2 separate regions of the Zea mays genome follow, and region 2 is linked to region 1. A link is a contact called in public Hi-C data. All regions are on one chromosome and are shown on one strand. Each heading gives the region's core, a stretch centred on a gene start, on an enhancer-like site or on the middle of the called end of the contact. The rest is flanking DNA. Distances are from core to core; before and after follow the strand shown.

Region 1 (5,625 bases), core at 845-3,344:
GCCCACAATAACTACCCAAATTTTATATCCATTCAAGGGTGCTTATAGTACAGACCCTATGACAAGATTGACCCTAGAAATACCTGATCATGATTCATGCACAAATTTAACCTAATAATTACCCTAGTATTGGGTATGCCAAATATGACAACCAATGTGTTCCCTGCATGCCACAGATAAACAGGGAGAAGGATTTGGCAATTAGCAAAACTGTCAGCTCTCCTACGGCACAGTCGATGGAGGAACGGGTGGCAAGCGCGGGAATACCATCGTTGTCAGGCCGGCGCCAGATGAAACCGAACATGCGCTATTCGGGCCCTGAGTGGCAGTAGGTGGTGGCCCAAGAGGCCTTATCAGATATATGTGTAACCAGAGAGAGGGAGATGGACATGAACATTTCTGTAATTCTGAACTAAGAACTAATATATCTCTGACTCTATCCCACTCTATCCTTGCTTCTTCTCCATGGGACCGCACAGCGTTGAGAGGCTGCTAACAAAAACATTGCCCCAGAATTATCTGGTCATGAACAAGTTAAATGGAACAAATACCCTAGTCCTTGGTACACCAAATATAGACCAACTAGTGCACTTGATGTCATAGATAAACACAGGGAGGGCTTGGCCTATAGCAAATATAGACCAACTAGAAGCATTTAGCAATAAAATGGAAGGAATCCTTAGAATTTTGCCAAATGACATAGGGGCAAAGTAAACAATTGATAAATGAATGAGGCATGGGCGCATAATTGCTAGATAATTAATTCATTGTTTATACTTGATAGGATGATACACATGTTGATTTTTTAATTTTAATACAGCTAATAGAGATATATAAAACTAAGTTACATATAAATAAACAATTACATATGTGAAACGTGCTGACTACATTATAGCAGCACCCATGTGCTGGCAACTACCATGAAAGAGTCAATTAGGAACACATGATATCTTAAAAAGATTTAATAGGGTTCAACCACCAATATGAGTAGTCTGCTGCAAACAAAGATCACTTTAAACTTTGAAGTGCCACATACACATGCCTTAATTTATAAAGGGTGAGACCGTGAGAGACAAAGCTTGTCATATACTAACACCTCAATACAGCTGGTGGTCTGGCAACAACTTACTCGAAGGTACCATCACATACACGACAAGTTTAGAAATCAGAACTACAGGGCAACAAGCAGAAATCAAGTTGAACATTAGCACATCAGAATCACAAGAACTTTTTAATAAAACGACCCAATAGTAGTCATTTTGCAGTAGCAAGAAGTAAATCAGGACCAGTAATCGCACAAAGTTAATGGTTGAGACAAAACAATGGAAAAATCAAATTAAAACGGGTAAGAACTGCAGGAAATGTGAAATGGGGCCTCTTTACCATCATCTTCCAGGCGAGGTAGCCAACGGGCCCTCCCCGCTCACCATCGCCACTGGCAGAGCTGTGCTCCCCTCCCGCGCCGGCTCCGAGTCCCCCTCTCCTGAGCACGTCTCTGACAAACTCGACAGCTAGCTCCTTCTCCCCGCGGTCCCAGTAGAGCGCGACGGCCTTCTCCACGAGGCTGAACCCGGGCCGCAGCCCGACGCAGTCCATCTCCCCGAGCAGCGCAGCAACGTCGGCGACGTCCCCGCCGGCCCCCACGAGGCGCTCGATCCAGCCGCAGGCGATGGCGGCCATGAGCTCCATGGTCTCCCCGTCGACGCGGTTGGCGCGCCGGAGCCAGTCAAAGACCTCGAGCGCGCAGTAGGTGTCGCGCCCCTCCTGCGCGAAGTAGACGAGCACCAGCTGCAGCTCCCGCGGGGACAGCGCCGCGAGCGGAGCCTCGTCGGCTGCGACGGATGCTGGCTCGCGCTCCAGGTGTTCGATGGCTGCAGCGAGGAGACCGTCGGGCGCGGGCATGGTGGCGGGGGAGAGGGACGGCGCCACGGCATGGTCGAGGCGTAGGGAGCGCGGGGGCGGCGGGGGGCGGGGGGAGACAGACGACGCGGGGAATCGCCGGGAAGAGGAGCGAGTGGATTGGGGAAAGGTGCCGACGGCCGCCGCCGCAGCAGCGGTGGTGGCGTGGGAAGAGAGCGCCATGAGTAAGGGATGGGGAAGGACTAGGGTTGAGAGGAGGGCATGGGATGGGAGTGAGGCGGAGGATTTTGAGGCTTCAGTATGGATGTGTGGGGAGGAGAAGGGGCGACGTGGCCCAAGCCAAGGAAGGGAGGGCTGAATGCCGACGGCGACTGGGGCGGGGGAGAGGAAGGGCAGATGAGTGTCCTGGCCTCCGGGGATAGCCACGTGCAGTACCACCCAGTACCTCACTGAATTCGGATGGGTCTGTAGACGGAATGGATGTTTGGGTTTCTCTAAAATTCCGGGTTTGGTTGCACGTCTAAACTGCTATGTTAAAGCTTAGCATATTGCCATATCTGCGGTCTGTCTAAGGTCATGTTTGGTTTCAATTAATCCTAAGACTAAACTTTAGTCTCTATTTGTTTGGTTCTAGAACTAATTAGATTCTAAACACTACAAAAAGGCTAAAATACCCTTGCCTGTAACACAAAGCCACCTGCTATCTGCGCTATTCAAGCCACCTGCTATCTACTGCATGCATACACGCCTGGTGCAAATACTGAAATCGCCTCTGCGCTATTCAAGCCACCTGCTATACACGTCTGGTGCAGATACAGATACACAAAGCAATATACACTACAGTAACCATTTCGATCTTCTTTAATATTTCGATCATGAAAGCACAAAGCAATATTTATTACAGTGAACATTACAGTAAACATTTCAATCATGAAAGTACAAAGCAATATTTATTACAGTGAACAATACAGTAAACATTTCGATCACGAAAGCACAGACAAAGCACAAAGCACAAGAAGCAGTGCATTTCTGTAATATTTATTACACACAAAAACATTACAGTTTGTTGAACAAGCCATCTGCTATCCAATCACGAAATTGATTCATATTCCGATCTTCTTCACCTTGTACTGAACCTGCTACTTGTTCTTGTTCTTGTGTACTCGACTCACCAACTTCAGGCACATAATTTTCATCATGGTCACACAACTCAAAATCCTTATCTCCCAAAAAACTCTCCCTAATGAAATTGTGAAGTGCCATACACCCCATAATTATTCTACTTTGTTTTGCCATAGGATATCTAGGGAGATCTAATAGAGTCCTCCATTTCATTTTCAAGACACCAAATGACCTTTCAATTACATTTCTAAGTGAAGAATGTGCATAATTAAAAGTTTCTTTTCTACCTCTTGGCATTGGACCTTGACGAAATTCAGGAAGATGGTATTTTGTACCTTTGTATGGAGCAAGATAGCCAATACGATTTGGATACCCCGAGTCCACAAGATAGAATTTCCCTTCTGGAGGATGTGGAAACCTATCTCCATATTTTCCAATTGCATCTTTGAAAACTCTCATGTCATGAACTGATCCTGGCCATCCAGCCACAACAAAAGTAAACCTCATATCAAAATCACAAACGACCATGACATTCTGTGAAGTGTACCCATGTCTTCCAGTATGTTGAACTACTTTGGTAGTAGGAACCACAACTGGGATATGTGTGCCATCAATGGCTCCAATGCAATTGTCAAAGAAAGGGCTAAATCTAGGTGACTGCAACCTTGGATGAACACATGTAAACTCAGGATCTACTGGCCTAATGATGTCTGCTGCCAGTTTGTTTACACTATTTAAAACTTTGTCAAATTTTCTACTACATGTTTCTAGTGACCTACAAAAACGATCTTCTGCCTGCCGAAATGACTAAGGAGCACCGCAGATCCATAAAAATAGACCCAATGCCTCTAATGATGACATTCGTCTAGTGCTTGTCAGCCCATAACATTCAACAAGCACACTATGCAATTTATCGAACACATTCCTGCTCATCCTAAACATGTTATAGCAACTAGTTCTATTACCTAGTGTTTGCATTACCCAAGCATAGCCAGATTGAGCTGGAATTCTATAAGAGCCTTTGTTCATGTAAGTCTCATAGTGAAACATACCAATAACAGCTGCTGCACATGCTATGTACCTTCTCCTCTTATTTCTCATTCTTAGAAGCATGGCTGCTTGTTGCACCAGACCAGTTCCTGCAACCTTCAGTGACAGAGACACCGAATAAGTTTATAACCATCACAAATATTATAAGAGAAAAATATACTTCACAGAAACAAGTGAATAAGTGAATAACACCAATTCTTGTTAATTCTACTAGCATCAGCACAATAACAATGCAGACATATTATGTAAATAGTTTGGCATAAAACTGAAGCAGTAACAACACAGACTCTCAAATGACATAAGTCCACACAACAGACTAAAAGACTCTTAAATGACATAAGTCCACACAATAGACTAAAAGACTCTCAAATGACATAATCTCCTAGTCAACCATAGTACTCCCTGCACCATCTCTGCAGCCACTTGAGCGGTTGAACCTTTGGTCTGTTGTATCAAATCGGTTGAAGATAGCTCTGTTGTAGTCATCCCTAAACAACTTGGTGGCCACAAAGTATTCATCTGATGCTTTATCAGCTCCACTTGCTTCTGCCAAGTTCAAACAACTTTCAATTTCTTCTATGGGTAGTGTACTTCTATTTTGTTGGGTATTTGTAATTTGGGTGAAAACTTCAGTATCTGCAGTTCTTGATGTTTGCATTTCATTAATTATTCCTTCTAACACCTTTATCATAGAACTTTTTCCTTTTTTAGGTGGACTAGTGGTTGTGTCTGTTGTACTACTGGCCCTTTTGCGGCTGCTACTAGTGGGTGTGGAGTTTAGGAATCCTTCACCATCTCCATCATCTCCTTCTTCATACACTTCTTCTGATTGTCTGTTGTCACTTCCAGGGATACAAGAACTAGACCCATCAACCACGATTCCATGAAACATCTCTGCTAAGTGTTCCATGTATGTAGGAATCCCATATTGAAACTTCCTGCACTCAGTTCTTTTCTGCAATCAAATGTAACACGCCCCTTTAGCTAACATTACTAAACAGTTACATGCATCCTAAGAAAGACAAGACACATAGTGAACTAACCTCAGTATGAGTCTTCCAAAAGGACTCTAAAGCTAAAACTACACCGTCAGCCCTTCTACCCAGGCCACTTTGATTGTTAAGAAACAACCAAAAAGAATACATGGACTTACACTGAGTCCATCTATTCTTGAATTGTTTTCTGTCATGTTTAAGGCCAGTCTTAGCAAAGAATTCTTCCTTTATCAAGTTGTAACCTCTTGTTGTCATTGTACCACTAACACAGTTCCCTGCTCTTATTTGTTCAACACATAATTCACAGAAAATGTGTGTGTTTTCTTCGTTCCAATTGGCTTTGTCAACACGAGGCTTTTGTACAAAACAAAAGAGCAGCCAGTGGAATTAAGAATTATATTAGTAAGCATCTGACTATGAACTAATGTATAACAAAACACATGTAACTGCTACTGACTAAGCATTTGTACATGATAGCAAATAAGAACCAGTAAACCGTGAAATATATAGGAAACTAAGGCTGGGCGTTCGGGTTTACCCGAAATTTCGGGTCGGGCTTTTCGGGTTTTTAATATTTCGGGTTTCCAGCAGCTCAACC
Region 2 (5,625 bases), core at 1,676-4,175, 170 kb after region 1:
AGGAGAAACCGAGAAAGTACAATCAGAATGTAGATTTGTTATTTGTATAGATAATGGGGCAGTCGACAATAGGAACTTCGAAACCACCATATGCAGACATATTTAAAAAAAAGGGAGATGAATTTGTAAACACTGTTAAAAACATATGTAAGATGCAAAACTGTCAACCATATCGTTAAGAAGTACGGGAAAACAAAGGCCAGATACAGATCATAAAAATGGTCAAAATAAAAATAACATGATCATCTAGAAGTAGTGCAGTCAGACCACCTTTTCCTCCTGGATGACTAAATCGGTGATTAAACAAGAAAGTTTGGATAGGGCTGGGGATAGGGGAAGGAAATATAATGGGATAAGAAAGAGGGTATAGCATAGGGATACGTGATTTTATATTCATACCCATGTTTGGGCTGTCATGGTTTGGGTTAGGGATATGTTGTGAGGCCCACCAAAATTAAAATATATCCATACCATGACAGGTGCAGCAGTAGCTTTAGGCTCTAATAGGGACTCCGGTATTGGGGGCCACTAGGGTGGCTGCTGCTCACCTTCTCCAGCAATGAGGGAGGCACAGGAGATGGGGGCGATTCTTGCTCTGGCAACGATGGAAGTTCTTGCTCCAGCAGCAAGGGCAGCTTCAGCTCCTACTCGGCTAGCAGGAGACAAGGCCAAGAATGAGGAACCAGGTTCCCGGATCGATGGGGTCATGGAATGGGAACATGGTACGTGCCCATGATACTTAAAAAAGATTTTAACACTACAGGAACGAGATTGTTCCCACGTTCACAGGAACGTGGACAAGTTCCACGTTACCGGTTTCTAAGCCCCGAACTTATGTGTGATGTGATCTAGGTCTCTAAGTTTGCCTTGGGTGCAAGCATTGGTCCCAACAGGCTCTGACCCACATGCGCCTGAGATGACAAGCTGACTGGGTTTTGATATGGACCCGACACCAAGTGTCACCGTCACTCTTCTCTTTCTCAAAGCCTCTTCCTTCCCAAATCTGGTAAAGGTGCCCACCACAGCGGTCCACCCATGTGGCCAAGGCCAAGAGTGGAGGTGCTAATTTGGTGCCCAAGGGATGATTTAGTGGCCGAGGCCTATCGAGGCAACGGTGGACAAGGCAGCAAGGAAGCGGCAGAAGAAGACACAAGAGAGAGGGCCCGCTATGCACGGGGGCCTGCCATCGCCAGTACGCTGCTCAGCAAGATCGGGAGCTCAAGAGAGATCAAAGCCCATTTGGACCAATTCTAGCACCCGTGACAAGTTCAAGAACCCATATGACATTGTTGTACAAGTTTGGCGGTGTTTGGGATGGCTCCAGGTTCCAGCCCCAGTATGGAGTTGTAGTTTATAATATCAATTTAATTAGTTTTAAAAATATTTTTAATTTAAATAATAAACAAAATGGCTTATCTAAATGTCTTTTAAAGGCTTACAGCTCCAGCTCCACGATTTTCTGGAGCACCTAATGACCTGCTCCACCAACTCCACCAAATTTGTTGGAGCTGGAGCTATCCCAAACAAGGCATATCAAAATTTAAGAGTTGGAGACCAAATGACACCGGGCAAGTTCAAGGACCATTTGTGAAATTATATTTCACAAGTAAAATAGTGATTTTTCACCTAAACTAAACCCAGATTCACATATCCATGGAAAGTAGATAATGAACAGATCTACCAAAAGAACTACAGGTTGAGAGAGAGTCGAAGCAATGTAAGCCAGTTATTGTTAGTAGCAAAATAAACAGCAATGAACAGAACAACCTTTACTTTTTTAGAAAATAGGTTAGCCCGCTTTATTGATCATAAAACATTCACAAATGTTAATTTCCAAGCATAACAGCACGTCTGCCACAAAACAATGCCTAAAGGCCGATGCTGTCAATTATAACAGAAGACAAGTCAGAACAACTTTTATGCCAATCAACCTTAAGCTCCAAGGAATTGCAAACAGGATGCAACCACAAACATAAAGTTAACAACAAAAAAAAACATATAATTTCCTCACCCAGTAAAAAAGCACAAGTGCATGCTACACCTATGCAGCACTAACAAGCCACGGGTTGTGCTCAAAACTGAGAAACAATTGTCAGTGTCAGCAGATTGCATAGAAGGCCAAGAAAAGCAGCAGATGACCAGTCTGGAAGTACAAAAGCTTGTTGAAACCCACTGGATGGTAGTATCTTACCCGCAAACAAAGCGACTTAAGGCTGGATCTGAATCACTGGGATAGATTATGATGAGATCTAGTAATATTAGTGTTGGATCTGCCAAAAAAACAGCTTTACCATACACTGTTTTTTTCAGCCAGGAAGAGAAACAAAGTTCCCATACACTGTGTTTCTGTTGTGGTTTAATCAAGAAACAGGGGGTCCCTTAATCTTTTTTTTAGAAACGACTCAAAACTCTCTCATCCAGGAAGCAAGTCCACATATTAAAACCCCTACCATTTAATCTCGACTTAATCAGGTAAACCCAGTACCAGCAGTCCCTTAAGATCGTCCAAACAGAAAAATCATCCCTATGAAAAGGAGAAAATTATAATAAATTAAACTAAACAAGGAAGTTGAATCGAACCCCCATCTACCTAGCACAGACGACTGCACAAGTAACCTGAATCAAAAGAGAATTCATTTTTAAACGAGGTGCATTGCTATACCTTATACTCGTTCTTGGGGGTTCCATAACCCGAGAAGAACATCTGCGCTACAAGCACTTGGTTGGCGACGTCGCCTTTGCGCGCCTCCTTGTACGCGTCCTGGAACCAGCGCTGGACGCAGTCGCCGACCACCTCCGCCAGCGGCTTCCGCTCGCACTCCAGCCCGCCCACTTCATTGGCGCCCACCATCGTTTCGGTTCGTCTCCGGCGGCAAGGGCTTGGGGCCTTCCTCCCAGAGTGCCGCAGCCGGCAGCCGACGACGGGTTGGGGAAAAAAATAAAGGATAAGAAGCAACGAGGCGCGAGGCGTGAGGCGCGGAAAATACAAATAGGCGACGAGCCAGGGGCGTTCGTGTAAATTGCAGTGCGCTTGGCTTTGGTTTTCGCCCTTTCTTTACAAAGGCTATTCTCAGTCATGGTTTTATAGTTTTATGCACACTGTGACATACTTCCTCGGTTTCAAAATAATATTTGTTTTAGCACTTGATTTTTATATCTATATTCAAACAGATGATAATAAATATAGACATATATACAAAACACATACATTAAATATTATATGAATCAATTAATTCTTTAAAACGAATTTTAATTTACGGCAGAGGGAGTACCATTTTTTATAATATAGCATGTATTAAGAGGATTGGATTTCATTAGATAAAATTAGTTTTATGAGGATGAAACTATGCCAACTTGTTTTCAAGGTCTTAAAAATCGTGTGAAACCTCCATTAAAAATGATTTATTTCATCATCACATATTTTATTACTTTCTATTGGTCATTGAGTTGCATCATTTAATTGATATGTTAGTCTGTAAAATAGTGAAGTAATTTTGTATTAAGAGACATTGTTTTATTTTTAGTTTTTCAAATGATATGACAGTGTTGCAAAGAGTGCTACAAACTTATCATTGAAAATAGCTTAACTTGTTTGCGCTTTGCACGATGTGTTTACCTATTTAAAAGACTGTTTTTTAATACATAGGAGCAGCAAAATATATAGATACATATAAAGGTGATAGAATTATCTAAATAGACAATTAGCCACAGTAGTAGAACAATTCGGTCTACAAATGTAACACCATTAGCAATATAGACACATTCAAAGTTTTAGATCGATGATCTTAAGGATAACATAATCAAAGTAATAGTTCTGTTGTGTGTATTAAATGCATTTAAGGTTAATTTACTATTATCCATATCATGGATAGCAAATATGCATATTTAAAAGGCGGCAATGATGGTCTGCAGTAGGATCGATGCATAATTAATAGAAAATAATGGGGAGGGGGACATATCTTCTATGCATCACCTTCGTGGCAAGATGGTATGCAGTAGGATTTGTGTGATCGTGTGCAGTGCTACAACATTGCTTTTTGGCATCATCTGTTTCTGAGAATTTGACACGGTTGACTGATTTGCGACAAAGTTGTATGACACTGGTGTATTTTGAATTCCCACGTTTTTCCTTAACCATTTTAACATATGTATGTTTTGTGTACTTATTCATAATGTTGTGCAAAGGGAGCACTTTTATAATATTTTATTGTTTTCAGATCTTGACAACCTTTCTATTCTCAAAGTACTTTGGCCTCTCAGCCTTCTTTTGTAAGATATTACTGAGTCTTACATGCTTCCTTCTCCTATGATCAGGTATATTCTCGTTCTCTGTAATGGGATCATCATTTTAATGTTCCTTTTATGGATCATAGGTATCTTCTAAGCTTGGTATGTCAATTGATTTCTGCATAATTAAAAAATATTGAATGTTGACAAGTGCTACCTATAATTGAGTGAAGTATGAAACAACTGGAGAATAGATATAATAACTGAAAAATGAATATAGATTGCTTGATTGATGAACCAAAAAAGTTGGTTCATAATAGAAGGATGAATCAATTCAAGGTCACAATTATTTTAAATTGATTGAAAATACTACCTTCACTTTACAAATATTTATCCATATTCTCACCCAACTGAAACTTTCAGACCTCATGTTCCCAACATACTAGGAAAAATAAACCTTCCTACATAGCCACAGGACTTGTTCTGTTAAAGTCAACAAAAAGAGCAATGGTGATGTAAAAAATTCACAGTAAATCAATCACCGAATTTCATTGCTCTAATTCAATTAAGCATATAGCGATTAGTAAATTAAATCAACTATGAATGATGGTTCTAAAATGTAAAGAAAGTCATTCATACATAGTTTGACGGGAACAGATATATTATCGTTGGATTCCACCCCATCACACCAAAGTAACGTGATTTTCTAAGGTTTAATTCTCCATCAAATAATCAACGAAACCTCAAAACATTTGGGGGAGGATCAACCTCGATGGCATAGGAGAGTAGCATAAGCGTGATGTCCCCGGCGTCGGGGCGCGAGAGCAGCATAAGCCCTTGTAGCTCGTCGAACACCCACACGATGTTGGGCACTTAAAGCGATGTCACAGTTGATGGCTGTCAGGACCGTTGGCCGCCGCTCGAGTTTCTTGCTCCTAGTCCACAGAGGTTGCTTCGCCCTCGATGTCTACCTGTGGTGGCATCCGCGCGTAGTTGTGGTGACCAAGGATTATGGAGAGGCTACACTAGCGTAAAACAAAATTTTTGACTCCATAAAACTAGTAACTGATGCGGTTATAGATCATGAAATTATCATTAGATACGTAGGGCAGTGAAATACATTTCGATGTAGACGAACGCGTCGAGTAGTACTATGCAGTCACCAGCGACCTTCACGTCCTCGCGGGGTTCGTCCTAGTGCTACAGATGCAGCACCTCTAAGGTATCCACACGTATAGGAAGGAAGCATCGTGTTCCGAACTGCTAGGTTCACGACGGTGGCTAGACGAGGGCGAGGGGCAGAGGGCTGCTCGTTTACTAGTGGTGAATTAGGGTTCTCTTAACCGCGCACTTGTCCCTCATTATATAGGCGTTCTGTTGGGCTTCTAACTTCGAGGC

Evidence for each region. Hi-C and Micro-C count contacts between places; a contact is called where the count stands out from the background.
Region 2: a contact with region 1 is called in a Hi-C map of leaf, with 5 times the contacts expected there. The contact joins the promoter of LOC100276657 here to the promoter of LOC100501779 in region 1. A contact is called at or near these places in 6 of 25 Hi-C or Micro-C datasets (bundle sheath, ear, leaf and 1 more).

Annotation. Positions count from the first base shown.
Region 1 is chr6:152,467,862-152,473,486 of Zm-B73-REFERENCE-NAM-5.0, forward strand. LOC100501779 (Pentatricopeptide repeat-containing protein chloroplastic) reads right to left here and starts at 2,095. Exons shown (of 2, transcript NM_001196439.1): 1 at 1,384-2,095. The coding sequence starts at 2,082.
Region 2 is chr6:152,636,818-152,642,442 of Zm-B73-REFERENCE-NAM-5.0, forward strand. It overlaps LOC100276657, which reads right to left and starts at 2,926. Exons shown (of 3, transcript NM_001349453.1): 1 at 2,663-2,926. The coding sequence starts at 2,851.